Linked DNA regions of Mus musculus: region 1 is linked to region 2. A link is a contact called in public HiChIP or PLAC-seq data. All regions are on one chromosome and are shown on one strand. Each heading gives the region's core, a stretch centred on a gene start, on an enhancer-like site or on the middle of the called end of the contact. The rest is flanking DNA. Distances are from core to core; before and after follow the strand shown.

What was found. HiChIP or PLAC-seq counts read pairs in DNA pulled down with a chosen protein or histone mark.
Region 1: a contact with region 2 is called in an H3K27ac HiChIP or PLAC-seq map of extraembryonic endoderm stem cells, with 2.3 times the contacts expected there. The contact joins two enhancer-like sites. A contact is called at or near these places in 1 of 115 datasets of contacts at active chromatin or transcription factors (extraembryonic endoderm stem cells) and 1 of 9 other capture datasets (embryonic stem cells).

Annotation. Positions count from the first base shown.
Region 1 is chr11:85,363,683-85,370,423 of GRCm38.p6, forward strand. Bcas3 (breast carcinoma amplified sequence 3) reads left to right here. Exons shown (of 24, transcript NM_001166643.1): 4 at 1,870-1,945. Among named protein-coding and RNA genes, the nearest start is that of Bcas3, 14 kb to the left of the region's middle. Within about 2 kb of position 4,314, at least 77 of the 459 cell types and tissues checked have an H3K27ac peak or open chromatin away from gene starts, as enhancers often do. A contact at or near this core is called in extraembryonic endoderm stem cells, where this site is marked.
Region 2 is chr11:84,942,525-84,948,954 of GRCm38.p6, forward strand. It overlaps Gm33028 (a long non-coding RNA gene), which reads left to right. Exons shown (of 3, transcript XR_388934.3): 3 at 579-1,331. Gm32917 (a long non-coding RNA gene) reads right to left here. Exons shown (of 5, transcript XR_003949581.1): 2 at 4,735-4,916; 3 at 2,536-4,465; 4 at 1,871-1,955; 5 at 1,367-1,696. Among named protein-coding and RNA genes, the nearest start is that of Gm32917, 5.3 kb to the right of the region's middle. Within about 2 kb of position 1,952, at least 47 of the 459 cell types and tissues checked have an H3K27ac peak or open chromatin away from gene starts, as enhancers often do. A contact at or near this core is called in extraembryonic endoderm stem cells, where this site is marked.

The DNA.
Region 1 (6,741 bases), core at 3,064-5,563, 420 kb after region 2:
GGGGAGGAAAGGTTTACTTGACTCACAGGTTGAAGTCTACCATCGAGGGAAGCCAAGGCTGGAAACTGCAGGCAGAAGCTGTGGAGGAAGGCTGCTCACTGGCTTGCTTCCTGGCTTCCGTTCAGCTACCTTTCTTAACAGTCCAGTCTCATCTGCTCACAGTGGGCCGGACCCGATTACCTCAATTAGTAATCAAGAAACTGCTTCTCAGGCAAGCTCACTGGGCGGTCTCACAGGGCAATTGCTCAGCTGAAGTTCCCTTTTCCCAGGTGTCAAGATGACAACCACAGCTGTGCCTGGAATCCCATCACTGGGAACCTAAGGCAGGAGGCCTTCAAATTTGTTTCAGCCTGAGCTCCAAACCTAATTATCTGGGGAGATAGCTCATTTGGTAAAGTGCTTGTCATGCAAGCATGAAAACCTGAGTTTGGCCCAGGACCCACATTAAAAGGACAGGCACATGGCAGGCTTGGGGGCAAGCACTTTAGACCCAGCATGGGGAAGTGAAGACAGAGGATGGCCTATCCTTCCCTGATTTGTGAGCTCCAGCTTAGTGAGAGGCCCTGTACCTAAAATCAAATAAGGCGCCTCCTGAGGAAGACCAACACACACCTGCATGCACAAACACACAGGGACCTAGCATAACTGCACCCCGGAACACCGAACAAGCAGCTGAAAGAAAGAGTCAGATGCAGATATTTGCACCCAACCAATGGACAGAAGCAGCTGACCCCTGTTGTTGAATTAGGGAAGGCTGAAAGGTCAGGTGGGGTGGGGGTGGGGGCATTCATGTAGTGACAAGGGGGGTGGGGAGGAGGTGGAACAGTGGGAGGTGGATGGGGTGGGGTGGGGGATAAAATATGATGGAGTGTAAAATTGATTAATTATTTAAATTTTTTTTAAAGAACTCAAATAAGGTGGCTCTTGAGGAAGACAAACGCACACCCACATGCACAGACACACAGTTTATTTTTTTGTACTAGGGATCAACCTAGGGTCTTGTTCATTTCTGGCAAGTTTTCTTTTTGTTTTTTGTTTTGTTTTTCGAAACGGTTTCTCTCTGTAGCCCTGGCTGTCCTGGAACTAACTCTGTAGACCAGGCTGGCCTTGAACCCAGAAATCCTCCTGCCTCTGCCTCCCAAGTGCTGGATTAAAGGTGTGTGCCACCACTGCCCAGCTTCCTCTATATGATCTTAATGTGTGTGTGTGTGTATGTGTGTGTGTTTTGAGACAGAGTTTCTGTGCAGCCCAGAATGATCTTGAACTTGTTTGCTCCTCGTGTCTCCTCGCTTCCAGCCCTGGTTTTATGTAGCACCAGGAGTCAAGCCCAGGGCTTCCTGGAAGATAGATAAGCACCTACTGAGCTACATCTCCAGCCCTCCTGAGCGTTGTAAATGGGAATGTGCTTTTTGTGGAGAGATGAGTTCTTTTGTACACTGATGGTTATTGATACCACTCTATCCATGAATGCTTATCCTCCTGATTCTAGCAGTCTTACAAGAATTAACTGCTTCTTTGGGTGTGAAAGCCAGGTAGCTGACTAAAAAAGCCATATTCTTGAGAAGTGTAGGTGTTGGGTAGAGTTTGGTTACTCTGTAAGCCTTATTGATGAGAAGAGATGGTAATGGATGGCTTATTATGATCAGTGTATTTAGGCATCTGTGATTCTGTGGAGGTTAAGAACTTGCCTTTGATATTATTCCTGGACAGGCATTCTTGGAGTAATGACATTCCACACTGTGCTGGTCAGCAGCAGGGAGGGACAGAGAGGGATAGAATTAGTTGCGTTGGTGTCATCTTTTGCTTTGAACTTCTGTGGTTTTAGAGTTGTACTGTATTTTAATGAAAACATTTCTGTTTAATTTGCAGGCTTACAGTGGGTCTCCCCTAACAGAAGAAAAGGAGAAGATAGTCTGGGTCAGATTTGAGAATGCAGATCTGAACGGTATGACTAACTTTTCTGGGATGTGTATATTAAATGCTCTTTTGGGGCTGACCTGATTTTAGAAAGGGAACCCCAAGTTCAGTCAGGCTATTTTGCTTATACTAAATAAATTCATCTTTGGCTGGGAATAGTAGCACATGCTTATCATCTCAGGGCTCACAGGCGGAGGTAGGAGGATCCCTAGTTGGAGGTGAGTCTGGGGCATAGTAAGACCCGTCTGGAAACCAGCCGTGCTGTTGTGTATAACCATTGCAGTCGGTGGTCATCAGTCTTAGAGCATTTTCATCTGGGGAATAAACTAGATTTCTTTCTCTCTCTCTCTCTCTCTTTTTTTCCGAGACAGTGGAACTCAATTTGTAGACCAGGCTGGCCTCGAACTCAGAAATCCGCCTGCCTCTGCCTCCCGAGTGCTGGGATTAAAGGCATGCACCACCACACCCGGCCCAAACTAGATTTCTTAAAGTGTGTTCTGGATCCTCATGCCCAGTCCTTCTAACCACCATCCTATTTTCTTCTTTAAAGAAAGTTATTTTGTGTGGATGTGTGCTTTCCTTCATGTGTGTCTGTGCACCATGGAGGCTAGAAGAGGGAGTGTGATCCCCTCTAAGTAGAGTGACAGATGTTGTCAGCCACCAAGTGAATGCTGGAAATAAGACCTCAGTTCCCTGAAAGAGCAGCCTGTCCTATTAGACCCTGAGCCATCTCTCCAGCCCTTCTACTTTCGTTATGACTGACTTATGTAGGCATCTCATAGAAATGGTTTCATGTTCGCTGTTTACCCACAATGGAGCATATGTCAGAATGTCCTTGCTTCTTTTTAAAGGTTGACTAATATCCCACTGTGTGCATGCCACCATCCACTTACTATAGTAAACTGGGATTGCTCAGGATAATATTAGACTCCTGACCTCAAACAAACAAGTCTTTTTCCCCGGCCTCCTCAGAAACCTGAGTTATGTGCCGTTTTTTTAAAAACTGTTGGTCAGTGAACCAAGAGCAGTGTGCATGCTGTGTAGTGGACCATACTGAGCTGTGTGTGCTGTGTAGTGGACCACACTGAGCTGTGCCCTAGAATTCCTTTTACTTCTTCATTTTTTGAGGCAGGGTGTCATATGGATCAGCCTGGGTTTGGCCTCCTGCTCTTCATGCCTCTATTTCCCAAGTACTGAATTTGCTGGTTGGCTTGGGACTCAGTATGTAGTGCGTTCTGGCCAGTAAGTCACAGAGTTTCACCTAACTGTACTTCTCTGTACAGGAAGTAAACATGTGTTCCAAGTGGACAAACTGTTTTTGAGACAGGTGTGGTCCAGACAGACTATCCTGAAACTTGAGTAAAGTAGTTGATGACCTTGAACTTTTGATTCTTCTGCCCCCTTTTTGGGGTGCAAGGAATGGATGTTAGACGTCTGTGTGCCAGCCAAGCATTTAACAACTGAGGTACATCTTCAGCACTGGACTGATTTTTCATTTTGAGGAAAGGACTCACTAAATTGACCATTGGCCATAACTCACATTGTAGTCCGGGCTGGCCTTTAACCTGCTACAGTCATCCATCCTCAGTCCCCCGAGCAGCTAGTGGGATATGCTTGTTCACAAGGCTCCCTCCAGCTTGTAATTATGTGAATAGCCATTGGTGTCTGTGTCAAGACTGTTTCTGTCTGGCTTATAACTAGAAGGGAAATTGCTGGAATCCATGTGGTAATTCCAATGTTAATTCTTAAAGGAACCACTATGCTATAGTGCCTTTCCAGTATAATAGGTTCCTAATGGCAATGCACAAGGGTATTTTCTTGACATTGGTGATTGAATCTCCAGGTCATTAAGTAAGAGAGGCACAGTCTGGTGTGTAACTGCCCTGCACTGCTAGCTCCTCAGATTTCAGTACATTCTGCATGTACCATTTTATTTATTTATTTTAAATGACTTATTTATTTTATATACATTGCTATTCTTGTATGTGTGTATGAGGATGTCAGATCCCCTGGAACTGGTGTTACACACAGTTGGGAGCTGTCATGTGGGTGCTGGGAATTGAACCTGGGTCCTTTGGAAAAGCAGCCAGTACCCCCTCACATGTGTTGTTTTATAATGAAGCCATCTTACAGGGTTTGAGCTGTAGTTTTGATTTGTTTCCTTTGTGAACAATACCGAGTGCATACTGCTTACTTGTATGCAGAGCACCTTCTCTTAGTGTGGCATTGCTCTCCAAGGTTTCAGCTACCAATGTCTAAAGGTATTCAGTAGCATATTCCTGAAACAAAAAGTGTAGCCTTTACAATTGTGTGCTGGTCTGAGTAGGCTGATGGAATCTTGTGCCGTCCTGCCCCAGCCTTTTCTCTTCTGCCTGAGCTGTGAGTCACCCTTTGTCTCCATATCCACGCTGCTTGCCTCAGCCTGTTAGTCACACAGTAGCTTCCTGGTGCTCTGATCCCTGTGGAGCACTGCAGGGCTGGAGTTCAAGTAACCTTGGGGTCTGTAGAGGGAGGGTAGTGTGCTGCTGCTCTCAGCTGCCAAGCAGGGCCTTTAATCCCAGAGGGAGGCAGAGGCAGGGGAATTTCTGAGTTCGAGGCCAGCCTGGTCTACAGAGTGAGTTCCAGGACAGCCAGAGATACACAGAGAAACCCTGTCTCGAAAAACAAAAAATAACAAACAAACAAAACAAAGAATGAAATTCTTAAAATTCCCATGAAATTCTGCTGAATTGTTCTAAATTTGCCCTAACACCTCAAGCTGCATAGTTGTGACACGGTGACATGCTCTCACAGACATTCAGTCACCGGTTTGGTGCTGAGCTTGGCTACATCAAAGGAGATGTCTAATGGATGTCTTTAGAGAAATGTCTGTGCAGGCCCTGTGTGAGGATTTTGGATTGCCCTCCTTTTCACTTTTTACAAAAGGTTTTCTTTAGATTTATGTGTATGAGTGTTGCCTGAATCTCTGTTCCTACAGCACTAATGGGCAAGGCCAAGTGGCCAGAAGAGGGCATCGGATCCACTGGGGCTGGAGTTACAAAAGGTTGTGAGCTGCCATGTGGGGGCTGACATGTGGGCAGTCATTGCCCCTAGCAGCTGAATCAGCAAGCTCGGCAGGTCCTCTGGAATGGAGTTACAGCCCTGAGTTGAGTGGCTTTTTTTTTTTTTTTTTTTTTTTTTTTCCAGACAGGGTTTCTCTGTGTAGCCCTGGCTGTTCTGGAACTCACTTTGTAGACCAGGCAGGCTTCGAACTCAGAAATCCTCCTGCCTCTGCCTCCCAAGTGCTGGGATTAAATGCGTGAGCCACCACTGCCTGGCCTGATCTGAGTTTTTGGAAGGACATTGTGGTTTTAATTTCTCTTTGTCATGCTGGTCTACTGTATTTTTTCCTTGTAGTTTTGTCTTGTTTTTATTTTATTAATATTTATAAGAGATACAATTAAAGGTTTCAGTAGGATTTATTTCTCCATTCATAAAGTAAAAAATGTTCAGGTGGCCAGAACAGAGACTAGAAAGGTGGGAAGACATCACAAGTGAATTACTCCTGTATGTAACTCTCTGAAGTGTGGAGGTCAGAGAACAACTTCCACCATGTTGGTCAAACCCAGGTCTTTAGGCTTGGCAGCTAGTGCCCTTCTCCTACCTAGCCGCCTCACTGGCCCCTCCCCTCAATGGGGACAGATCCAAAATAACATACTTGGACCTGGGAACTGAATACAGACCCTGAGGTGGCTTTGTATCAGCTACCAGTTCACCACATCCTTAGCCCACAGAGTGGTGGCACTCCAGGATTGCCTTCCTGGGCTTAGCTTGCATTTCGGTGTTTAATAAGGAGTCAATGAAAGGAAGAATTTGGCTGTTATCTCCTTCAACTTGGCTTTTAGCTTGATTGTTAGCAGTTAGAGCAGAGCGTCCATCCATTGTTAGCCAGCACAGGCAACTGGGGTTGGTCATTGTCATCAGTGAGGCTTCTCTTGGTTAGCTAATTCTAGGCAGGTCATTCCTTCCCTAAGGGCTCCAGGAGAAGGGAGTGAGCAGCTGGACAAGTTCTTCCCTCTCTGCTTCCTGCCAAGGTCAGATGTGAGCAGCTGCTTGATCTCCTGCCTCCATCCACTATTCCTTGAACTGGGAACTATAGCCCCTTTCTCCTGTTGTCATAGAATTTATCAGACCAACAGGAAAGTAACATGAGACAAAGGATGTTTTTCAGCTACACAGCAAGTTTCAGGCCAGCCTGAGTTAGACTTTGTCTCAAAAGAACAGGAAAACAAACAAAATTTAGTGTTTTTGAAAAGTACATTGTTAACCCAGAGTAGTGGTCCACGCCTTTAATCCCAGCATTGCAGGGAAGCAGAAGGGTCTGTGAGTTCCAGGCCAGCCTGCTTTACATAGGGGCCTCCAGAACACCCAGGGCTACAGGAGAAACACCCCTCTCTCCAACTAAAAACCAAAACCCAAAACATTCTGTTGCTACCTGAATGTTCAGAAGTCTTTCATTACTATTGTCTTTTGCCTGGCTTCTTTGCCTAGTGTGTCTGTGTGAGTCCTCTGTACAGTGTAGTCTGTAGAAATTCATTACTTTTCTTTGATGGAATTCCATTTTATCTATGTATCATGGTCCAACTATTATTCCTTTGGTGAATGTTGGTATTGTTTTCATCTTTTGGCTGTTTACAAATAATGCTACTATGAATCAACCTGTGCACCTTATCCCAAAGCTAGCCTATGCAATTTGGGTATCTTTCTCACACCCAAAAAGGAAAAAGCACGTTGGGGTTACAGTTGAGCATTTGCACGTTTGCCTAGCACATGTGAGGGTTCAAT
Region 2 (6,430 bases), core at 702-3,201:
TCCACTGCTCTCAAAATATGTGACACCAGCTGGGCAGTGGTGGCACACTCCTTTAATCCCAGCCCTTCTCAAAATATGTGACACCAGCTGGGCAGTGGTGGCGCACACCTTTAATCCCAGCCGTTGGGAGGCAGAGGCAGGCAGGTTTCTGAGTTCAAGGCCAGCCTGGTCTACAGAGTGAGTTCCAGGACAGCCAGGGCTACACAGTGAAACCCTGTCTCAAAACAAACAAACAACAAAAACATGTGACACCTTTGGTGATCACTTCAACAATCGCTTAACAACCTACAGCTCCCTTAGCAACCTCTTGCCCTCTGCTTCCTGTACCTCACAGTACAAGCCTTGGCTCTGGGTTCTGGGCTGTATGCCTCTTCCTGGCAAGAGAACACACACTCTGAGCAGCAAGTGGGAATTAGGACTAGGTTCTCCCAAGAAGGAAATATCTGCCATTGTTGGTGGGAAATGTAGGTCCCACAGGACTGAGCCCCTCTCCAATATATCCTACTAGCCCCAGGAAGCTTGGCCTGCCCTGTCCCACTTTCTAGAGATAACAGGGTCTCTCACCTTGCCTCCTCCAGGCTGAAGTCCACACCTTCTGGGTGTGATTTGTCCCTGACAATTTCCTCACGTTGCATAAACACGCTTTGGAAGAAGTCCACAAGCCTGTGTCCAGTGCCTGGTTCTGGACAAGTCCCAACTAACAAGTCCCAACCCTGTACCCGTTCCCAAGAGTCAGAAGGAAACACTAAAGACATAAATTGCCAGCCACTAACCCCAAGTATACCCTGTTTTCAACTACTGAGTCTAAGGGTCTCAGGGACACACTGTGTGGTGTCTCTGCAGGCTTCTTGGTTGTCTGTCACGCTCCTTAGGAAGTAGGAACCATTGATCCTGGAGAGACAGACAGTTTTGGAAAACAAGGAGCAGATTCAGAGTACTGGATTCCAGTCCTGCTCCTAGCTGCGCTGGCTGTCTAGCTTGGAGCTGTTGGCCACCCACTCTGTGATCCCACGGGAACTGTGGGCCCACATCTCCCAGCTGTTGTGATTCTCAGAGGAGACTTCTGTGCAGAAGGAGGGTTGTCATCTTAACCCTGCAGAGGACCTTCCACAGGGCTCCCAGGGAACGGGGCCAGCTAGCTCAAACAGCCCTCAGAGTTCCGTAGTTCCCTCCAGGTGCTTCCTTGACTTTTTAACCTGGAGCCAAAGATTAGAGTGAGCTTGTTTGTAGGCCTGGATTTGCAAGAGCCTGAGGATCCACAAAGTCTACGCTGTAATTCCAAGAGAATCAACAAACTGCTGCGGGGAACTAGGGCTCTGCTCGCAGCTCCCCCTCCCCTCCCGTCCCCCACCCCCACCCCGGGGAACTTTGGCCCTCTCCCCACTTCTTGCACTCTTTATTCATGATACTCTGAGTACACACAGCTCCAGGACCTCGTCAACCTCTGGTGTTGAAGCCTGCAGGATAACTCTGCGGGGAGGAGACGATCTCTCCGCAGGGATAAACCTGGGTGAAGATCCGGATGAAAAGGGCGGAAGGAGGCGCAGGAGGCCGGCAGCTATCGCCGCAGAAGGCTTCTCAAGTCTCCCCAGGAGTGCTGTCCACCCTGTGGTGCTGAAACGCCTCGCCCCTCTGCTCAGCTCCCCACGTGGAGTTCAGAACGCATCCTTACAAGTCTCTAAGCCATTGGTTTGAACTGGAATCGGAAGACAAGGAAGCTTGCCTGAGGAAGGCCAGCCACAGTGCACAACTTGCATGGGACCCAGGCAGCTCCTGAGCATAGGGTTCTGTCCCAGAGCTGCTCTGCTCATTATGGATGTGATTCTTGCCTCTCCCACCTACCTTATGAATTGAAGTAGAGGAAAAGTACCTGGTTTCCAGACAGACGCCGCCACTCCAAGCTGAGCAGACACAGCTATCTGCCAGGCAGGTGTTAAAAGACCTGGGACTCCCTCCTGATGTGTTTATAAAAAGATAAAGAGAGAGGAGATGTGTTCTATGGATGTGTGGGTGAGTGTGGGGGAAGGGGTTGTCTCAGTGGGCCCATGCCAAGGTATCACTTCCCCCTGAGGGACCAGCCACACAACAGTATATAGTATAGAATAGAGTTTATTTAGGGCAAGGGGAGGGGAGTCATGAGGGTAGCAGTGGCAGAAAAAGGTAGAGAGAGGTAGAGAAGTAGAGGCGGGCCATGAACACGTGGAGAGAGGGGGAAGGGAATAGGGACAGGAGGGGGAAGGGAATTGCCCAAAAGGGCAAGAGAGAAACAAGAGAGGGAGGAGGGGGCAAGCAGCCCCCTTTATAGTGGGTCAGGCCTAACTGGCTGTTGCCAGGTAACGTGGGGTGGAGCTTAGACAGAGTGCTAACATCTCCCTCTCCCAACCCCCACCCCCACTCCGACCCCAGTCTCTCCTTCCTTCCCTTTTCCCTTCTCTCTTTCTTGGGGAAGGGTTAAAACAAGGTCTTGCTCTGTAGTTTTGACTATTCTGGAATTCACTACATAGTCCAGGCTTTCCTCAAATCCACAGAACAAACCTCCGCCTGAGTCTCCAAAGTGCCGGAATTAGAGGAATGAGCCGCCACGTCAGGCTTCTCCTATCTTTCACGAACAGCCTCTGTCCACCTTAAGTAACCCCCTCTGAGTGAGGAATGAGGTTTAGAATTCCAAGGAAAGGTCTTAGGGCTGGTTTTTGCCCTGAAGGTGGGGGGTGGGGTGGGGGAGATAACAAAACTATCGCTCCAACCTGGTTCCTGGTGCATTCCTTCACCACCCCCCAGGCCCCTTCCTGGCTCCCACCAGGGGCCTCCTCTGCCTCTTATCCCCTGCAGCCCTAGGCATCCTGCTATATCAGATCCAGATTACTGCAAGCCAAAGTCTGGCAGGCGACATCCTCCGCATTCCAGGGCCCAACCCGCAGCAAGCACTGACAAGACTTTGTTGAGCAAGCACTCAACAGAGGTTGGTGACCACTCTGGCTTGCAGCAGGTGACAGTGTGATGGAAGTCACAAGCACAGAGTCAGACTTTGAGAGCTAGATTTGGCCGACCTGGAGCCACTAGATGTGGTGGATAGGGAGCAAGCATTTCCGGAGACCAAGCAGGTGTGCCGATGTAGGGGGCTGCCGTTCCCATTTGCCCGGATGCCCTTTGATAACCCTGGGGAGGTCAAGATGCCGCCAGGAGGCAAACACGATCAATCTGCCCTTGTCCCTTGCCCCACTCAATGATAACTCAGTGAATATGTAGAGACTGTTGTCTCCAAACATTTCAAGAAGGGAAACAGCAAAACTTTAAACATGTGCAGATTCCATCTATGTGCAGCCTTCTGCCTGTACACAGGCCTACCAATGAAACCAGCCCATTCCCACCCATCCCATGTAGGTGTCATTAAACTTTAACTACACTTCTGAGAACTAACTTCCCAGTCACTTGTTATGAAAGAGTTTTCTCTTCCTCAGTGGCCATAATAAGGAAGGAGGCAAGGTCAGCCCATCCAACCAGCTTGCACGTTCTCATGCAGGACCAGCTCCAACAAACAGGTGAACTCCTTAGCTGCCTGCCTGACCCTTGGCTCCTTCTGCAGCTGTAATGAATGCCTTCATCTCTTCCCAGTGCCCCAGGCGGCCAGGACCACACCTGGAGAAGGAAATAACTAGGCAATGCGTGGTCTTCAGGAAACTTGCTGCCTCAGTCACAGCTGCATGCCTCAGTTTCCCCTCCAGTATTAGAGAAAGAGAAGAGTTCAGAATAAGGTAGTTCATAGTAGTAGTAATTGGGATCTCTCTCTCTTTTAAAGAGTGTGTGTGTGTGTGTGTGTATGTACGTAAGTAAGTAAGTTTGGATACACAAAGAGACCAGAAGAGGGCATCAGATCCTCCCCTGGGGCTGGAGTCACATATGAACTGCCTAATATGGGTGCTGGAAACTGAACTCAAGACCTATGCATGCAAGAGCAAGTGTTTACTGCTGAGCCATCTCTCCAGCCCCTGGAACAGCTCTTGAAAGAGGTAAAGTTCAGGGTACCTGTTATGGGGTGAGTCTAAAGAACTGTTTTCCACCTTTCCAAGTGCTATTTCATTGTAATTACGTGATGTTCTTCCCCCGACCTAGAAAAGAAACGAGGGCCCTGCAAGGTGCTACACCTTTTATCCCTGCTATTGGGAGCTTGCAGCAGGAATGTCTCCACTTGGCCAGCCTGGCAACCTATTGAGAGTTGGAAAAGAGGGCAGGTGTGTGGCTCAGTGTAGAGTGCTTGCCTAGAAGAGCAAGATTTAAACCCTGGATTTAAATGGCACCAAGGAAGGAAGAGGAGAGGGACAGAGGGAAGGAGAAGGAAGAGGACAGACAAACCAAGGGGGAACCAACTGTTATTTGGTGTACCTTCTGAACTATGAAAGGCCTTGGGCTGTCGGAAGGTCAGGGGCAGCAGAAGGCACCCACGTGCCGATGCACTCAGAGGAGGTACCTGCAAGGACATCCTCCAGTTACTCCCAAATTCCAACCACAAAAGCCTCAGCACACTCCGCATCACACACAGGCACTTCCTACTTCACAGGCACTGGGAGATGAGATGGGTTGGACTTTAGGCTCAGACTCTCCTCCAGCTGGCCTCCGAGGAGGTCACCTTCTAAAGAGTTCCCTGAACTGTCTCACCTCTCACTGCGCTCATGAACGCAGGCCCTCTGTTCAGTGAGAAGCTGGGAGTCTGGAACTCTGTACACACTGTGGCCTCACCTTCCCACCTTCCCGTGGCACAGAGACTTGCTGATGATTTTACAGCGGAAAGTGAGCTGAGGGCACACTTGGCTGCCCCATGAAAGCTCTCCTGCAATGCCAACTCCGTTTACATGCAATTGTGAAGGCTGAAAAGCGGAACGGGATGGCTCTGCCAACAGCATCTGCCTGTGAATAGAAGACTGAAGGGGACATTGAAGAATAAGCATGAATGAGTCTTTCTAAATGAAAAGATTTGCATATACATATTATAAAATGGTACCAACTGGGAAATAAGGCTTCTGGTGGCTTCTCCCTTCCAAATAGTCTACAACGAGCAGATATTTGAATGATTTGAGAATATTTCACACAAGCACACAGATGCCCCTGCAAGGACCTTCTTTGTTCCTTTCCTTGTTTCTTTGTTTCTTTCTTTTTTATGACAGGGTCTCACTATGTAGCTCTGGCTGTCCTGGAAATGTAAACACCAAACTGGCCTTAAACTCTCAGAGATCCGCCTCCAGAGTGTTGGGATTAAAAGCCTGCCTGTGTCAGGGCCACCTGACTCTTCTTATTTATTTTGAGGTAGGGCGTCACGTAGCCCAGGTTAACCTCAAACTCATTATATAACCGAAGATAGCCCTGAACTTCCAATCTTCTTGCTTCCATCTTTCAGCACAGGGATATACCATCACCCTCCCACCCCCCACCCCTACGATGTAACCCCGGCATATGTGGTGCTAGGGACCAATTCCAGAGCCTGTGTAAGCCAACAGAGCTACAGTTACAGCCCATGGTGGTGGTGGTGTTTTTCCTAAGACAGGGTTTCTCTGTGTAGCTCTGGCTGCCCTGGAACTCACTCTGGAGACCAGGCTGGCCTTGAACTCAGATTCCCGAGTGATTGCTGAGATTAAAGATATGGGCCACCATGCCCAGCCAATTATCTGTTTTCTTAAATTTCCTTCTTCCTACCCAGGCTGCCTGTATGGCTCAGCCTCCCCAACACGCACCCCCTCCCCTCCCCCTCCTTTCAGGGATCCTTCCACAGCAAAATCTGAATGTCAATGAATACGGCTGGAAAAATCCAAAGGCAGTCCAACCCTTACCTCATGCTGGCCTCTGAGCCTGGCTTCTGAGGTGGAACTAAGAGAGGCAGGGACAGGGACAACTAGTGGGGCTTTCTCCTAAACTTTTTGTAGGGCAAGAACAGAACATATGTCACCCCCCCACACACCCCCCATTGCTGGATTTTTCCACACATCCTGTTGCTGTTATTTCAAAATGTTTGGGGACAGAAGGTTCTGCCTTGTTTCTCAAGAGAAGCCTAGTGAGAGTATGATACTCTCTCTGGCCCCCTTCTCTCTACCTTCCAGGTTTCTCTTCCACAGTCAGGAAAATAGGGTGGGTGGGAAGGGCTGCCACCTGCCCTGCACAGAGCTGGCAAAAGAGCAGCACTCTAGGCTCTGCTGGAACGTGGCGGAGTTCCAGGTTGGGGAGTGGTGAAGCCAGGCTATTGATTAAACCTTGCTGGGCCTGTGGATTTCATCTCAACATCCAGGAATACAAACGTTAGAATCTCTGCCACCCTTCCCTGAGTCCCCTGCTAATTAACTCTAAGGGGGTGCAAAAAAAAACCCCAAAAACAAAACAAAACAAAACAACCCCAACCAACCAAACAAACAAAAAACAAAAAACAAGCCCAGGTGGAAATGAGGTC